3 separate regions of the Mus musculus genome follow, and all the other regions are linked to region 3. A link is a contact called in public HiChIP or PLAC-seq data. All regions are on one chromosome and are shown on one strand. Each heading gives the region's core, a stretch centred on a gene start, on an enhancer-like site or on the middle of the called end of the contact. The rest is flanking DNA. Distances are from core to core; before and after follow the strand shown.

Evidence for each region. HiChIP or PLAC-seq counts read pairs in DNA pulled down with a chosen protein or histone mark.
Region 1: an HNF4G HiChIP or PLAC-seq map of pancreatic cancer cells shows a contact between it and region 3. The contact joins the promoter of Elk3 here to the promoter of Ntn4 in region 3. A contact is called at or near these places in 1 of 115 datasets of contacts at active chromatin or transcription factors (pancreatic cancer cells) and 2 of 9 other capture datasets (adipose tissue and embryonic stem cells).
Region 2: a FOXA1 HiChIP or PLAC-seq map of pancreatic cancer cells shows a contact between it and region 3. The contact joins the promoter of Nr2c1 here to the promoter of Ntn4 in region 3. A contact is called at or near these places in 3 of 39 promoter capture datasets (the C10 cell line, cranial neural crest and hippocampal neurons) and 1 of 115 datasets of contacts at active chromatin or transcription factors (pancreatic cancer cells).

Annotation. Positions count from the first base shown.
Region 1 is chr10:93,309,848-93,314,678 of GRCm38.p6, reverse strand. Elk3 (ELK3, member of ETS oncogene family) reads left to right here and starts at 3,520. Exons shown (of 5, transcript NM_013508.2): 1 at 3,520-3,927.
Region 2 is chr10:94,146,167-94,150,771 of GRCm38.p6, reverse strand. It overlaps Nr2c1 (nuclear receptor subfamily 2, group C, member 1), which reads right to left and starts at 2,841. Exons shown (of 14, transcript NM_011629.3): 1 at 2,670-2,841.
Region 3 is chr10:93,638,693-93,643,641 of GRCm38.p6, reverse strand. It overlaps Ntn4 (netrin 4), which reads right to left and starts at 2,593. Exons shown (of 10, transcript NM_021320.3): 1 at 2,134-2,593. The coding sequence starts at 2,188.

The DNA of each region.
Region 1 (4,831 bases), core at 2,271-4,770, 330 kb after region 3:
TTATAGCCCAGGAAAGCGAGAGGCTACACAGAGAAACCCTGTCTCAAAACTGCTCCCTCACCCCAAAGCAAACATGAGACATAAAGCAATTCAGAACACCCACCCAAAACAACAACAATGAAAAAGGATGCTTAATTTCATTTGTCTAAACCAGTGGTAGACAAATGCCTTCTACAAAGAACCAGAAAGAAAATACTTTGGCTTGTACAGACCATATAGTCTCTGTCACAGCTTTTAATCCATCCCAATGCAGAACAAACACAATGTCAGACAATGTACAAATGAATAAGCATGTCTATCTCCCAATAAAACTTTATGGATGCTGAAATCGAATTTTATGTAACATGCACAGGTTACAAAATGTTACTCTTTAAAAGTTTTGTTTTCAGCCATTTAAAAATATAAATTCTTGGGCTTGGGATCAAGCCCTGTACATAGATAAGCAAATGGTTATCTAATATGCACAAAGCCTGGGACTTGATCCTTAGCATCACAAAAATAAATAAAAGTAAATAAATTCTTAGTATTCCCAGTAGCCCAGAGATGGAGACAACTCAAATGCCCATCAACAGTGGGTGCCTCTATACATGCTTTGCCTTGGCCTGAAGGACATTGTGCTAAGTGGAATAAGCCAGTCGAGGACAGACAGATATTGTATGGCTCTGTTTCCGTGAAGCATCTCATCACATTCATAGAAGCAAGAAGTAGAATGAGACTTACCAAAGGCTTGGGGCAGGGTAGGGTTGGAGGGTGAAGGTTAGTTACTGGTTACAGAATTACAGTTTTACAAGATGAATGCTTCCTAACAAAGCATGCAGGCTTCACACAACTGAAGTAGACATTTTAAACGGGTACATTTTACTGCTGTATTTTCAAAGCTACAATTGAAAGAGGTGAATTCTTCCACTTAAGCCTGGCAAATTTGGTTATTCTTTTTTCCTTTTTTCAAACTATAATTACTAAAAGAGAGTCTTCTTCGCTACACAGAAACAGGCAGTAGACTCCCGAGACAGTCCAAATCCATGCTTCGAAGCGTCCCTAGCAAACCCTCTAACCACAAGGAGTGGGAAGGCCAGCTCCTGAGAGGCCACCCACCAGTCTGTGAAACGCCTGTGAACACACTTTCAAATGGAATTCACCAACATTTTTAAACCCTAGTCCGTAATGCATGCTGTTTTAATGCAAACTTGGCTCTCACTGCTCTAAAAGAAAAAAATCGGTAGAAACTGTTGCTTGTTCAAGCTCAGTGCCGGAAGGGTCCTTCAGTGAACACTTTCCCCAGAGTGGGCTGCCTTTCCATCGGTCCGTTTGGATGTCCATTCCCAAACACTAACCCCCCCGAGGCACCCCAAATAACTTAAGCCTCTTCAAAGTAACAATGACTAGCCACTTTGTGGTTTCTCTCCAGAATGACCAATGCTCAAGTGGCCAGTATTTACCTGTTCTGTTCTAATTGTTTTAGGTTGATTTCTTTTCCTAACCCTAACTCTAACCCTGCTTTCTTATCTACCTTTTCTTTTTCCTTTTTTTTTTTTTTTTTTTTTTTTTTAGTGCTGGAGATTGAACTCATGGCTTTGTACAAGAGAGGCAAGTAATTTACCCCCAAGCTAAATCTCTAACGAGACCTGACCATCTGATTTCTAGAGCTTGCTTTCTGAGTGGCTGTATAGGAACGCCACCTCCCAATCTCCCCCAAGAGAGTGGGGTACCACTTACAAATGACGAACCTTTCTTGACACAACCTCCCCTGAAACCCACAGTTCACCTGATGGCTCACTCCTGATGATAATTCGTGATTACAGGTACCCACCTGTATAGCTTCACACGGAGCAGTTCATGGCTGGCCCCCCAAAATCTTGTTCTGACTACTCATCCCTTCCTGTCCCCAACCCCTGGTGACCAGAACTTTCTCACTGCGCCAATAGTTCTGCCTTTTCTGGGAGAGGTGGGATCATACAGCACGTAGCCCCTTCAGATTAGCTTCTCCCAAGTGGATACTTTCTAAAATAAAAAGCAACATGTATTCCTAAGTGTGGGAGCTTCCGAGTTGGATGATAAATCTAAATCCACACTCTGCATTCAGTTCACATGGACAGCTGGATCATATAGGGACACAGTCTGAGTTTTGCTGAGTGACTGGAGAAGCCAACTAGGGATTTTAAATGATAATCTCCAAAGTGGAAAATTAGCTGTGGAAAATCAGGGTTTGATAGACAGCCCCCTTTCCCATAATTCCTCCTTCTGTTTCACATCTTACCTTGGTCCCCCTCCCTCCTCTCCCCACCACCATTGTCTCTTCTCAGAGCACGGGCAAGCCTGGTCCTCAGTGTATAACCAGCAGGTTATACACATCAGTGATTAAGCAAAAATGCTGCCCTTGTTTAACAAGGTGTTCTGACAGGCACCTGCAGATGTGCGTGTGTGGGGTGGGTATTAACATCCCTGAATTCAATCTAGAACCTTTAATAGTAACCAGATACTCAGAAACAAGCAATCTTTCAGAGAGATAGCAAATGCTAATGGGGGGGGGGCAAGGAAATGTCAGAATGTTGTCCTGCTGACCTGGAGACTTGGCCATTGGTCTGGGATAAGTACGCTGTGGCTAGTTTGCAAAGCACCCCTTACTCTCAACGCGATTCTGTTATTGGGGCTTCCAATCACACCAGACACATTGAGGTGAGGGCTTAAGGGTTACAATTAGGGCTTTAATGAGCCATGTACTCTCATGCCAAACGTTCAAGATTGAAAACTACTGGTCAGAAAGCCCCAAAGGCAGGGGACTGGAAGGTTCTGGAAGGCTGGGGCTGGAGGAACTGTATACAGGGTTTGTTAATAAGAGACCCATTCCCTCCTGCATCCTCCGAGCAATGCCCAACTCTCCAATCAGATCCTGGCCATTGTCCTCAGGGGCGGGGAGTCCAGTCTTGAAACCACAGGGTACCCCTTCCCCTGTCTCAAGCCACCTGGAGCGCCTAAGCAGTGCCTGTCTAAAGCCACTTCACTCATCTCTTTTCTAAGACACAAGGCTCCTAGTTTGTGGCTCTTAAGAAAGTATTCCCAAAAGAGGATCCCAACTCTAAAACTGCCTCCAAATTATTACTATTAATATTAATTATAGTGCTGCTGTTAAATATGCCCCGACAGTAACTCTATCCGACAGCATCTTAGGAAGACTCCATCTCCCTTTGTGCACGCTTATGTTTTTCACCCTCATCTCCTCTGGTCCGCAATAAAAGCAGCCCGGTTCCCAGAGCATCCAAAGTCCTGAACCCCACTCGCCATCCCTCCTGTCCCTAAACTCTTCTTCTATGCCTATGGTAGAGAAAAGCTCGCTTAGGGACCTCCCTTTCGGGGCACCATTAGCAGGGCACGAACCCAGGGTGATGCCAAACTTAGGAACCCGAGGGCTCAGGAGCCGACGGAGCCCCCGCCGAGTGGAGAGACGGCGGCCTGGCCGGCGGGTCCCCAGGCTCCTCCCCTGGGGTGGCCGAGCAGGAAGCGGGGCGGGCACGGCGCGGGGGCGCGCGGGGCGTGCGGGCGGGCGCGGGGCCCGGCGCCGGGGGTATGCGCGGGTCTGGGCGGGCAGCCCCGGCGCACAGCCGCGGCCCGGGCGCACGGCGCGGGGCGGAAAAGCCTGTTTACACAGACTGCACACCGCCTGGGGAATAATGCAGTAAAGGAAGTGAGCAGGCTCGGCCTGACTGCTCCAACTTCCTGCTCTCACACACACCAGAGGAGGGGGGGGGGGGAGAAAAAAAAAAAGAGGAGCGAGAGAAAGAAAAAAAAAAGAGGGGGGAAAATCAGGATCTCATTACAAGAGCAACAGACCGTCTGCAGACGCCTGTCAGCATGGAAAGTCGGGGGCTTTCGCCCGGTTCCTCCTAGAAATCTCCCCAAGAAGACTCCCAAACGCTCCCCCACGTCTGGGTAGGTTGCAGGACTGTTTGCCTGTTGCTCCAGCGCTTGCAAAGTTTTCTTCGGGCTATTTTTTTTTTTTAATTTTTCCTCTTTTTTTTTTTTCTCCTTTCTCCTTCTTTCTTTTCTTTGGCTGGTGGGGGTGGGGTTGTGGGCGCTGTGGGGTGAGTTGTAGACTGCGTTGGGGGAGGATGGGGGTGCGTCCCCGCGGGGGAGGATGCTGTGCGTCGCCACCGCCACCGCCACCGGCGCCACCCCGGGAGCTCGTGCTCGGGCCTGGGGTCTGCACTGCGAAGCCCGGAGGAGACACCCTGAGTGCAAACTCCTGTATCCCTGCAGCGAGGCTCCGGGGCTCTGGGATTAGGGATAGTGGTCGAAGCGGGCTGCGTGGCTGGAGGCTGGATTGTCACTGACCTCCAGCCGGGGTTGCGGTCCGGATCCCTTCAGGATGGGCACCGAGGCGCGAGTGTTCGGATTCAGGGGAGAGCACAGGGGTGGAGAGGGAGCGGAGGACTTGGGCCATGGAGATGTGGGGCCCGGGGCTACGTCCACTCTCTCTGGGCAGGTGACCCCCGCCCAGGTCACCGCCCCAGGCGCACGCCCAGTCTAATGGACATTTAAAAGCCGGCCGAGTCGGCTAGTCCAGATTCGGATTGGGGAGATGGGCCAGGCAAGGGATGAACTTGAAACTCTCAGCTCTTTAACTTCCAACTGCCTGCTGGCCTGTAATGTTACTGGAACTTTTTTTTAAGGGGGGGGGGCTTGAAATTGGGAGGCGGGAGCTAAAAATATTAAATGGTCTCTGTTTTGTTACGACCGAATCATTCCGAGGATAAGCTGCAGTTACGCGGCGGGTGGGGGTGGAAGCAAGAAAGGCTATTTCAGAAACTGCAAAAGGGGCTTTTTAGAAGGAAAA
Region 2 (4,605 bases), core at 1,592-4,091, 510 kb before region 3:
GCATAGATGTTGATGCAGAAATTGTACGAGAGGATGTTGGCCTGTGACAGAATTCAAAGTTTGCAGAAACAAATGTCCTTTCACTCAGTGATCCATCAGGAGGCACCCGTGGCCAGAAAGTCTCAAGGCAGTTGTGTTTGGCAGGACTGTTCATCAAAAAGCCATTCTCTTCGCTCTGTTTCCCTACCCCGGCAAACAGACTCAGCTTACAGAGCCCCTCAGCATGCAGAGGTGGCTCGCAGGACACTCAAGTTGGAAGGTTGCGAAAGATCTTGGTGGAACAGAAACCCGATTTGGTTAGTTTTGATTTTGGGTTTTTTGTTTTTTTTTTTTAAATAATGATTTATGGCACTCAAAACTGTTACTTGTCAGATAGTTTTTGAAATATTCAATGATGTAAACATGTTGCTTCGAGGAAGTGACTGGAATATATTTATGTTAAAAGATAAAATTGAAAGTCTTATTAAAATAGCTAACATGGAAAAGCAGGGCAAAAACTGGTTCTTTGGAGATGTTTACAGTAGAGATGACTTTATAATTGAAAATGACCTCCTTAGGCAGGAAAGATGGTTCAAGGGTTAAGAACCTAAATTCCATTCCTCCACCCATATGTTGGCTCTCTACCCCCTGTATCTCTAGTTCCAGAGGATCTGAAACCCTCCTCTGGCCCCGGAGAGCACAGTACCCTTGTGGTACACAGATATACACACAGGCAAAACACCCATACCCAGAAATCATTAAACCTGGTGGAGATTACCCTCCCCAGAAAGTCACAAGTTCATATTCTTTTATACCTCAATGCTATATGTTAAATATCAAGGTTTACCAAGCATACAGTCAGTCCAAGGAATTCCCCACTTAGGAATCCCAGGGGTAAACTATTAGCAGTTTATCACACAAAACACAAACGGTGCTTCTGTAGCATATACCATTTCCTACCACACTTGTGCCTGACCTCTGAGACCCAGCTCAAATTCCATTCTACCCACTATTTCTGGATGATCCGCTGTATACAGTGTACAGGAAGAGTTAACTGGGATTTAAGGACAGACGTCTATGGTTTCGATTAACTCTTAAAACTTTCAAACAGAGGTCCATTTTTCTGGAGATGGTTTTGAAAGGGTACGTGTGTGTGTGTGTGTGTGCGCGTGCCTGTGCACAGAGGATCTTATAGTGCTACTTTTTGTATGAGGTTGGTCTTTGCTATCACCGGGATAGGAATTACACACTTCACCACACCCTCAGAAGATATTTAGGCTTTGCTGCCTTGTATGGTCCCCTTGAAAACCTTTCACCTTGAAAGCGTTACACAGAATGATGAAATCATGAAATTGGTTAAATTTATTGTCACCATATGTTTAGTTTGTAATGGATACAAGCATCAAGTATCTTCTTTAATGACAATAGAAGCAACATTAAAACGACCTTTGAAACCAGAGTTAGGAGGCTATAAAGGGTGTCCTACAGGCTAGAACTGTACAGAAGGTCTAACTTGGAAACGGGAATTGTGGTTACTGCCACCCTTAGACTAATAGGTCTTTGGAATGATTGCAATTGGAAAACTTACACTGTATCCAAAGGTTCAAGATGCACACCAAAAGGTTACTGGCCATGTTGATACAAAGGACGTAAGACCTTTCCTTTATCTTCTATACATCTTCTGGGGTTTGGATACATGATTTCCAAGCCAGTCTCCACAAGAACTCCAGGTGACCTTTCCTGCTTTGCTTTAGCCTCCTGAGTACTGGGATTACAGGCATGTGTCACCAGCCTGGCTCCTTCCTGCAGGTCATCCAGGCTTTCTGTTCTTTCTCAATGTTAAATGGTCCACAATAAACTCCCACTTTTTCTTCCCTTCCTGGAATCTTCTCTAATGTACTTGCATTTCTGTCCCACCAAACTACAACTCCCAAGACACCCTCCCCAAACGATTTCCTTTTTCATGTTTGCTGTTTGATTAGAACAGATCAATAATCTCTTTCCAAATTTACCAAAGTAGACACGTAAAGTTTAGAGACAATTACTCAACCCGGTAAACAAGCAGACACTGTTTTAAAAACAAAGAACAACCCCTTCCTTGAAGTCTAAGACACACTAACAACTTCCAAGCGGTGGAAAAAAAAGCCCTAAACGGATTTAACTTCAAGTCTCTTTTGCTTGTCCTTTCCAGCTTTGGCTGACCTGCTTAACTCAGGGGTAGGGGACAGCCTGGCAATATCTGCACATCATGAGATGTTGTCTGCAGAAACTCAGGCAGTGCTCCTAACAAAAGAGCTACTGGAAGCTTTGATGTGCCCAGTGCATGAGATAGCCCTAGGCCACCTTCCCTCAGAGAAACAGCCACAGCGGATGCTGGTCCTCTCATGCAAGCAGAATCCTGAGCCGGAGGAGGTGTCATCCCGTAGCCCCGGGGTACATGGTCCCTCCGGTCCTGCGCCCCGCAGCTCCCTGCCCTGCACCCACCACGCGCGCAGCCCCGGGGCGGGGGAAGCGGCGCCGAGACGGAAGCGTTCCCTTTAGGTGAAAGGTCACCGGCCCGGCCCGGCCTCCCAAGGCTTTGGGCAATCCGCTAATGTCCGGCTCTCCGGTAACCGGGAGCTGGGACACTCAGGGACACGGGCGCTCGGGCCACGACGCTCGGCGGTTGGGCCGCCCCGCACCCGACTTACCCCTCCCGCCGCGGCGGCCGCTGGGCTGGAGAGAGCAGAGGCGAGGGGACCCGAGGCCAAGGGGACAGGGGAGCTTTCTGAGTTTGTGTTTTGGGGGTGGGGGTCAGAGTTCGTGACCCCACCCTCGGCTTGGCGGTGCGTGGTGCTCTTGGCGCCTGCGCATTAGCGCGGTGGAGAAGCGGCCGGCGGTGGTGACGTTCCCTGGGCGAAGCCGAGGGCCCCGGAGTCCAGCGGCGGTTCTGGAAGTCGATTGCCCCCTGTAGGTGTGGAGGGAGAGCGCCGCCGCAGCTGCGTGTCCACCCGATGCCCTGTGAGGATGATAGATAGCATCAAGTTCTTCCAATACCTGCAACTCTGGTGTCTGGCCTCCGCGGGCACGCGCACCCAAGTGCACATACCCAAACACACGTAATTGGAAATCAAGGACGACCGAGGGCTGGAGAGATGGCTCAATGGTTAAGAGGACTTGTGGTTCCTCCAGAGAACTTGGCTTGATTCCTAACACCCACCTGGTCTGTGGTCATCTTCTGTAACTTCAGTTCCATTGGATTTGGTGCCCTCTTCTGTGCACAAACATATGTGCAGGCCGAACACCCTACACACTAAGAGTAAAACTCTTGAAAGGAAGGGAGGAAGGCAGGAAGGAAGAAAGAAAGAAGGAAGGAAAGAAAAAGACAAGTCTTTTGAGACCTGGCCTGTCAGAACCCAGACTAGTCTTTTAACTAGTGATTCTCCTGCCTCCCTCTCCAGTGCTGTAGCGGTTTGTTTTGTTTTTAAATTTCATTAATACGGGCGTTTTACCTGCATCTATGCATCTAGGTGTACCTAGTCTAGGTGGAGGCCATCAGATCCTCTAGATGTGAACTTACAGATCGTTTTGAGTAGCCATGCAGGTACTCGGAATTGAACCTGGGCCCTCTACAAGAGCAGCCAATGCTCTTTAACAGCTGAGCCATCTCTCTTGCCCCTTAAAGGAAGTTTTGGTTTGAGAAATAATAAACAACCGAATGGGTCTGGGTTAGGTGTCTTTAATGTCTGGAAAACTGGACTTTGTTGTGGGCACTCTCTTAGATTAGTTCACCAGTGCTAAGGAGTCTGTGTAGGATAACAGGGCCCAGGAAAGAACACCCTGACCCTGACTTGACCCAAGCCCAAGACCTTGTCCCAGAGTCTGATCACAGAATCCCACCAACCCTCAAAGCTTTGGCCAAGATCAAGCCACATAATCCTCCCATCGCAGGCCACCCTGGAAAACCCCACACTCCAAGAAACCCTATATAAAGTCCATTTTTCTGCCCAGTTCCCTGAAGTTTCTTGAAGAGGCAGCCATTTTCCTGTTTTTTTTTTTTTTCCTTCCAGCAAATCTCGTGGGAGGTTTCTTGTGTGGTGTGGATGTGACTCTGTGGTATTCCTTGGCTCATGGTGGCCAGGCTACCTTTTCCAGAAGAGCTGTAACATCACGATTTGGGGAAACTTCCCCCTGCCTGAGCAGAGTGATAACACTGTCTGCCTAGAGCCCAATCCCATAGAACTTCCCAGCAATATGAGAACAGGCTGAGGCAAAGTCGTGTCAAATTTTACTTGACTGTCTTTATCAAAAGCAAGAACACAATCACTGCTGTGTACCTTATGTTCCTAAGGGCTGGGTTTTTTTTGTCCATTTTGCTAGACGATGTGTCCCCAGATAGTTAACAGTTCCTGCTGGTCAATAAAGATCTGCAAAACGAAAGGTCACCTGTGGCAGGAAACTCTGGTCTGTACATCAGGTACTATGTGGTGATCTAGAAACTTCCTTTGCATCAAGATAAACACTGTAGAAAAGCAGCCAGATTCAGGGCAGAAACCTAAGGTATTTTTTTGGGGGGGGGGATATCAAAACTCTTTTTGTGCTAGGTCGAATAATTAATTGTCCCTTATGGCCCCACAGCCTCGGGCC
Region 3 (4,949 bases), core at 1,344-3,843:
TAGAGTACTTATCTGTTTGCTTAGCTGGAGAACACTGCCAGTCTGGCACGCCAACGGCACCACTAACAACTGTCATGAACGAAACACCCTTTAAAGTAGCAAGCTCTGCCTTCCAAACCCCTAACCCACCTTAATGCTTCGAAAGCACTTAGAGTGACAAACAGCACCCACTCATTCGCGTTCTGACTACTTGTCATAATCCTTTAATTTGGGTTTGTCGTGTTAATTATGAATACCGTAAGCAAAGAATTGTCCATTTAAGAAAAATTAAAACACAGAGGAAAAGAAGGAAAAAGAAAACCCAAACCCCCCAATTCTGGCTAATTGGGTGTTTCTGTTTAAGAGACAGAACCTCTGAAGTGTTATCACAGGGGCACTGGATAAGGCCAAATGACAGCTTTGGCTGGGAAGGAGAGATTTCACACTCTGACAATCACCACCTCACACAGCCTTGCAGCCAAAATAAGAGGTTTCCTCGGGCATTATTTTTCTTTTCTTTTTTAATTCCACGTCAAATGAAAATGTGCAGCAAGCCGGGGCCTCTGTTTGCCATTGTTCTGATTAGCGGGCGCAGCAGCTGCCTGTGGCCAGAAACACACAAACACGGTCCTATGACTCACCTGTGAAGCGTTTCAGGGGGAAAGTCTCACACTGCCTGTACAAGTATCTTTGACTTGCAACATTCCCCCAGTGCTCTTTATTCCCAACCTCTTGATTGCTCCCGTGGTGGTGGTTGGGTTTTTTTGTTTGTTTGTTTGTTTGCTTGCTTGCTTGCTTGCTTGCTTGCTTGTTTTTGGCTTTTTGTTTTGTTTTGTTTGCCATAGCATGACTTGAAAAGGGAAAGGTTTATGAAAAGTAGGGGGAGTGTGGACTTGTAGTGCATCATACGAAGTGCGATCAGGAAGAATTCAAGAGAGATCTTTTAACCGTGAGCGGTTTGACAGATCCTTGGGGGTAAAAAAAAATAATGAATAATTTAAAAGTTTCCACCCACTAATAATTTTGATAAGAAGTAGTTATCAGTGCAAACACAGGCTGCACCCTGATAGAGGACGCAGCCTCTTAAGCCTGGACTTAGTTGCTGGCAGCTCTGGGGAAAAGAATGGAAGCAGACCAACTGAAGAGATGCCTGCCCCAGGGCTTGGAACCTTCCAGTCGGTTCCTCTAACCCACACGTCTCTTTCAGGAGCAAGTCAAGTCCGTCTGAGGGGTTTGGGGTGGGGGATGAAATCAGACCCTCACAATTTTTCCCCACTACCCCACTGTGCTGTACTTAACCTAGCTGAAAACCAGGTGGCCTGCGAGAAGGGAGGGGGAGAAGAGAAAGAGGAGGCTCCCGGGGACTCAGACACAGCAAGCCTGGAACCGGTGGCCTAAAGACAGTCCAAGAGAGACAGGACCGTAGCGGGAGGGGAGAGGGGCATCTGCCCGTTGCCCGTAACCCAGTTACTGAGCCAAGGAACAGACCCGCCTCCGACCTCCTGCAGAGCTTCGGCCAGGGTACCGATTCCCCAGGGGCAGTCAGCCAGCTCCGGGCAATCACCACCTGAGTGATCACCCCCCATGGTCCCAGTTCCGAGTTCTACAGCGTTGCAGCCAACGCCCCGGGAAGAGGGCGCTCACCCTCACCCCAGGTGGCCCTACCTGGCTCTCAAGTACACAGAATGAGATCCGGGAAGGTGGCGATCTCTCTAAGTGAGAGATCGGTCTCGGCCCACGCACGCCCAGGGTCTCTGGGCCACCCCTCCTCGTCACTCCTCAGGCCATGGAGAGCCCGGGGATGGCGAGCTGGGTCCTTTGTTCCCCCTCACCAAGTGCAGAGGCAGTTTTCCCCCCCAAGCCAAACCCAGAAAGAAACATTGATCTCTCTGTATCTTCTGCAGGGCGTACCCAGGATATCTGGTTATTCAAGGACATGTGTATCTCAGTTGCAGGAGAAAAAAAAAAAATCAATAGTGTTTGAAACTGCGGAGTCGCGGGCAAAGGAGACGGAACATGGCCACTGGCTTCATCCTCAATAGCCGAGCTCTGGGCTCCCGGTCCGGGATCCCCTATATCCCCCAGCCCCCGAGCTTGGGTGGAGGGGCAGGAGCAAGGGAAGAGGGGTGGGGGCCCGGCCGCGTCACCACCCACCTGCGGCCACCGCGGAGCAGCCCCAGAGCAGCAGCAGCCGTGCGCAGCTCCCCATGGCCGGGCAGCTGCGGGAGCGGGTGGGATGAAGCGGCAGTGGTCCTCGGGAGCACCGGGGGCTCTGTGGTTCTTCCTCCTCCCGGAGCGCCAGGCTCGCTCAGTGGGCACCGTGGGCACAGAGCCGCGGGCCGGGGCCGCGCCAGGCGGCGGGGTGACCGTCGCGCACCGGCCTGGCGGGGCCCGGGCAGCTCAGCAGCGGCGGGAGCCCCGGGATCATAGCCGGCCTGGCCGCTGCCGGCTGAGCGGCCCTGAGGGCGGGTGCGCCGCTCGCCCAGGGCTCGGCGCCCGCAGCCGACGCTGAACTTTGCGAGACCTTTCACTTCCCGGCCGCCGCCGCCTCCCGGCTGTCCTCCTCCGCTTTTCCCACCTTCTGTGGCCGCCGAGGCTCGGTCCCGTCCTTCTCCATGGGCAGTTCCATGGGATGCATTTTTATTGCACCGACACCGCGGCGCTCCGGTGCCAGCCCTCCTCCTCCCCTCGCACCTCCACCCCTTCCTCCCGCCCGCCCCCCGCGCTTGACAGCCGGGCGGTGCAGACGCGCGGGTCCGGTCATTGTCGCCGCCGCCGCCGCCCAGGGGGAGGGGGTGTCTGCAGCCCCCGCTGCGCGCATCTCCCTGCCTGACCTCGCGGGTGCCCTCCAGCACCCAAGGGCCTCGCCTGGGAAACAGTCTCCCACCTTCTCCAGGAACATTCCTGAGAGCAGTTGACTCCCTCCGGATCAGGTCAGGGCATGCCAAGGGGCTTAAAAACCCGCGAAACAGGCGAGCGACTACTTTCCAAAAAATCACCCAGCAAAACAAGCCTTCCCCCCTCCCCCAACACCACTCCACAGCACCCATTCTCTGCGAGTCCCACGGTCTGGGTTAGGACCACCCCAGACCCCCAATTCTGCCTAGGGTACTGCCAGTGAACGCGCACCAAGTGCCAAGGGTCCTTTAAGTCTCTGCTACCTTTTTGGGGGGTGCAGCCCAAAGGAGTCGAAGGTGTACCCGTTTGGTGTAAAAGATGTTCTCACACGGCCTGAAAGACCAGGATCCATGATCAGGGAATCAACTGTTTAAGAACATCTATGTCTGGAGCATCGACATAAGAATGCCTGGGTCCTAGGTGCATTCACACATTCTTCATAGTATGGTGAGCAGGGGAACCATAAAGTTATGAAATATCTTATGGGGAGCAATTTAGCAGCAACCACAAGCAGCTAATTGTAGCTCAGGGCTGGTGTTTATGAAAGGAGATTAAATAGCACTTCAGCCTGGGACTTCTGTAACTTCTCTGAAAATATAGTTCTGCTTACACATGCAAAGAAATTGGCAAACGTTGAGTCGAAGGCAATTCTGTATTGCAGCATTCAGTGTGTGTCTTTGAGTATTTTCCAGAAAGTTAACTGCTTTGCAGATACCATTCAGTTATTATAAATTGTCAGAAATACAGATGGGGCCAATTAGAGCTTTGGGGGCACACGTAGATATTATTTATAATGACCGAGCTGGAGACATATAGGTTTCTATCTCTCTAAAGGAACTGAGTTGAGGTTAGCATAATCCACTGGGAGGCGTTAAAATTATTATTTTGGCCAGTACTGGAAGTGGCAGGCGACATGAGAACCGTCACCAGCTTTCGAAAACAAACTCTGAGCTTTCAAATACTGGCCACGCTGGAGCCTCCGTTGGCTCTCACAGGTGATGCTTCTGATGCAGTTGCTAAAATGCTTCTCCCAACTGTTCTTTTTATTAAATGAACGACAGGGGATCGTAACAGGCTAAGGCTCCCAGCCTAAACACTAGCCTACAGGCCAAGAAAAAGGAAGAGAAAGACAGTATTTACTATTAATCTCTGAGACAATATATTAAGTTGAGGCAGGGCTAATCCATGCCTGATTATGAATTTCAGAAGCATTTGCTGGGTACTCCCCTGATCGCTTTGTAACTGGTTTGTCGCTCCTTTAATAAAGCAGCAAGATCCTTAAATGGCAGCTAGACACTTAGACTATGCAAGACACAATTATGTGGTTTTTTTCTTACATTGCTCGTTATTCTTAACTGAAAACACTTGTCAGACATGCAATAAATGTTTTGACAGTTATCTCAAAACTATTGTTATATGCTAAGAATAGAGACTGAGAAGAAAAGCGGCGAAATAAGAACGATTCCCAGGATTCTAGAGGAATGTGGGATCTCCACAGCAATACTTTAAGTGTGGACTAGCTCAAGAGAAACGGTAATGAGCATTCGAATAAATGTTGTCTGGGCGCAATGTGGTGGTTTCCGCCTGTAACCTTAGCCATTGGTAGAGGCAAGAAGCTCATGTTTTCAAGGCCAGCCTTGGCTACAAAGCAAGCATGAGGCTAGCTAGGTCTACATGAGATCCTGTCTTTTTTTTTTTTAAGTGCATATCTAGTATACGTTCTTACAAATTATATTTTCATTTTGAAGAAAGGACCCAAGAGAGTTGGCCAATGTGAGGAAAATGTGTTCCGGGGTGGGGACATTGCTCATTATGACTTCGTGTTATGAAAATGTCAAGAACTGACTCAGAACTTTCGAGGTGTCATGGATTACAGGGAGGGTTGGAGAAATTGCAGGATTTCAATAGCAGGTTTTCCAAAGCCACAAATCCACAAATTTAATGTAGAACATTCCTGACGACTTGGAAGGATGTTGACAGGACCGCTAATATATATCTACATCAGAAAGGCAAAAGGTCTATACACCAAAGACCTCATTCCCAAGCGCCTCTGGGCCATATTTAAGTTTCTC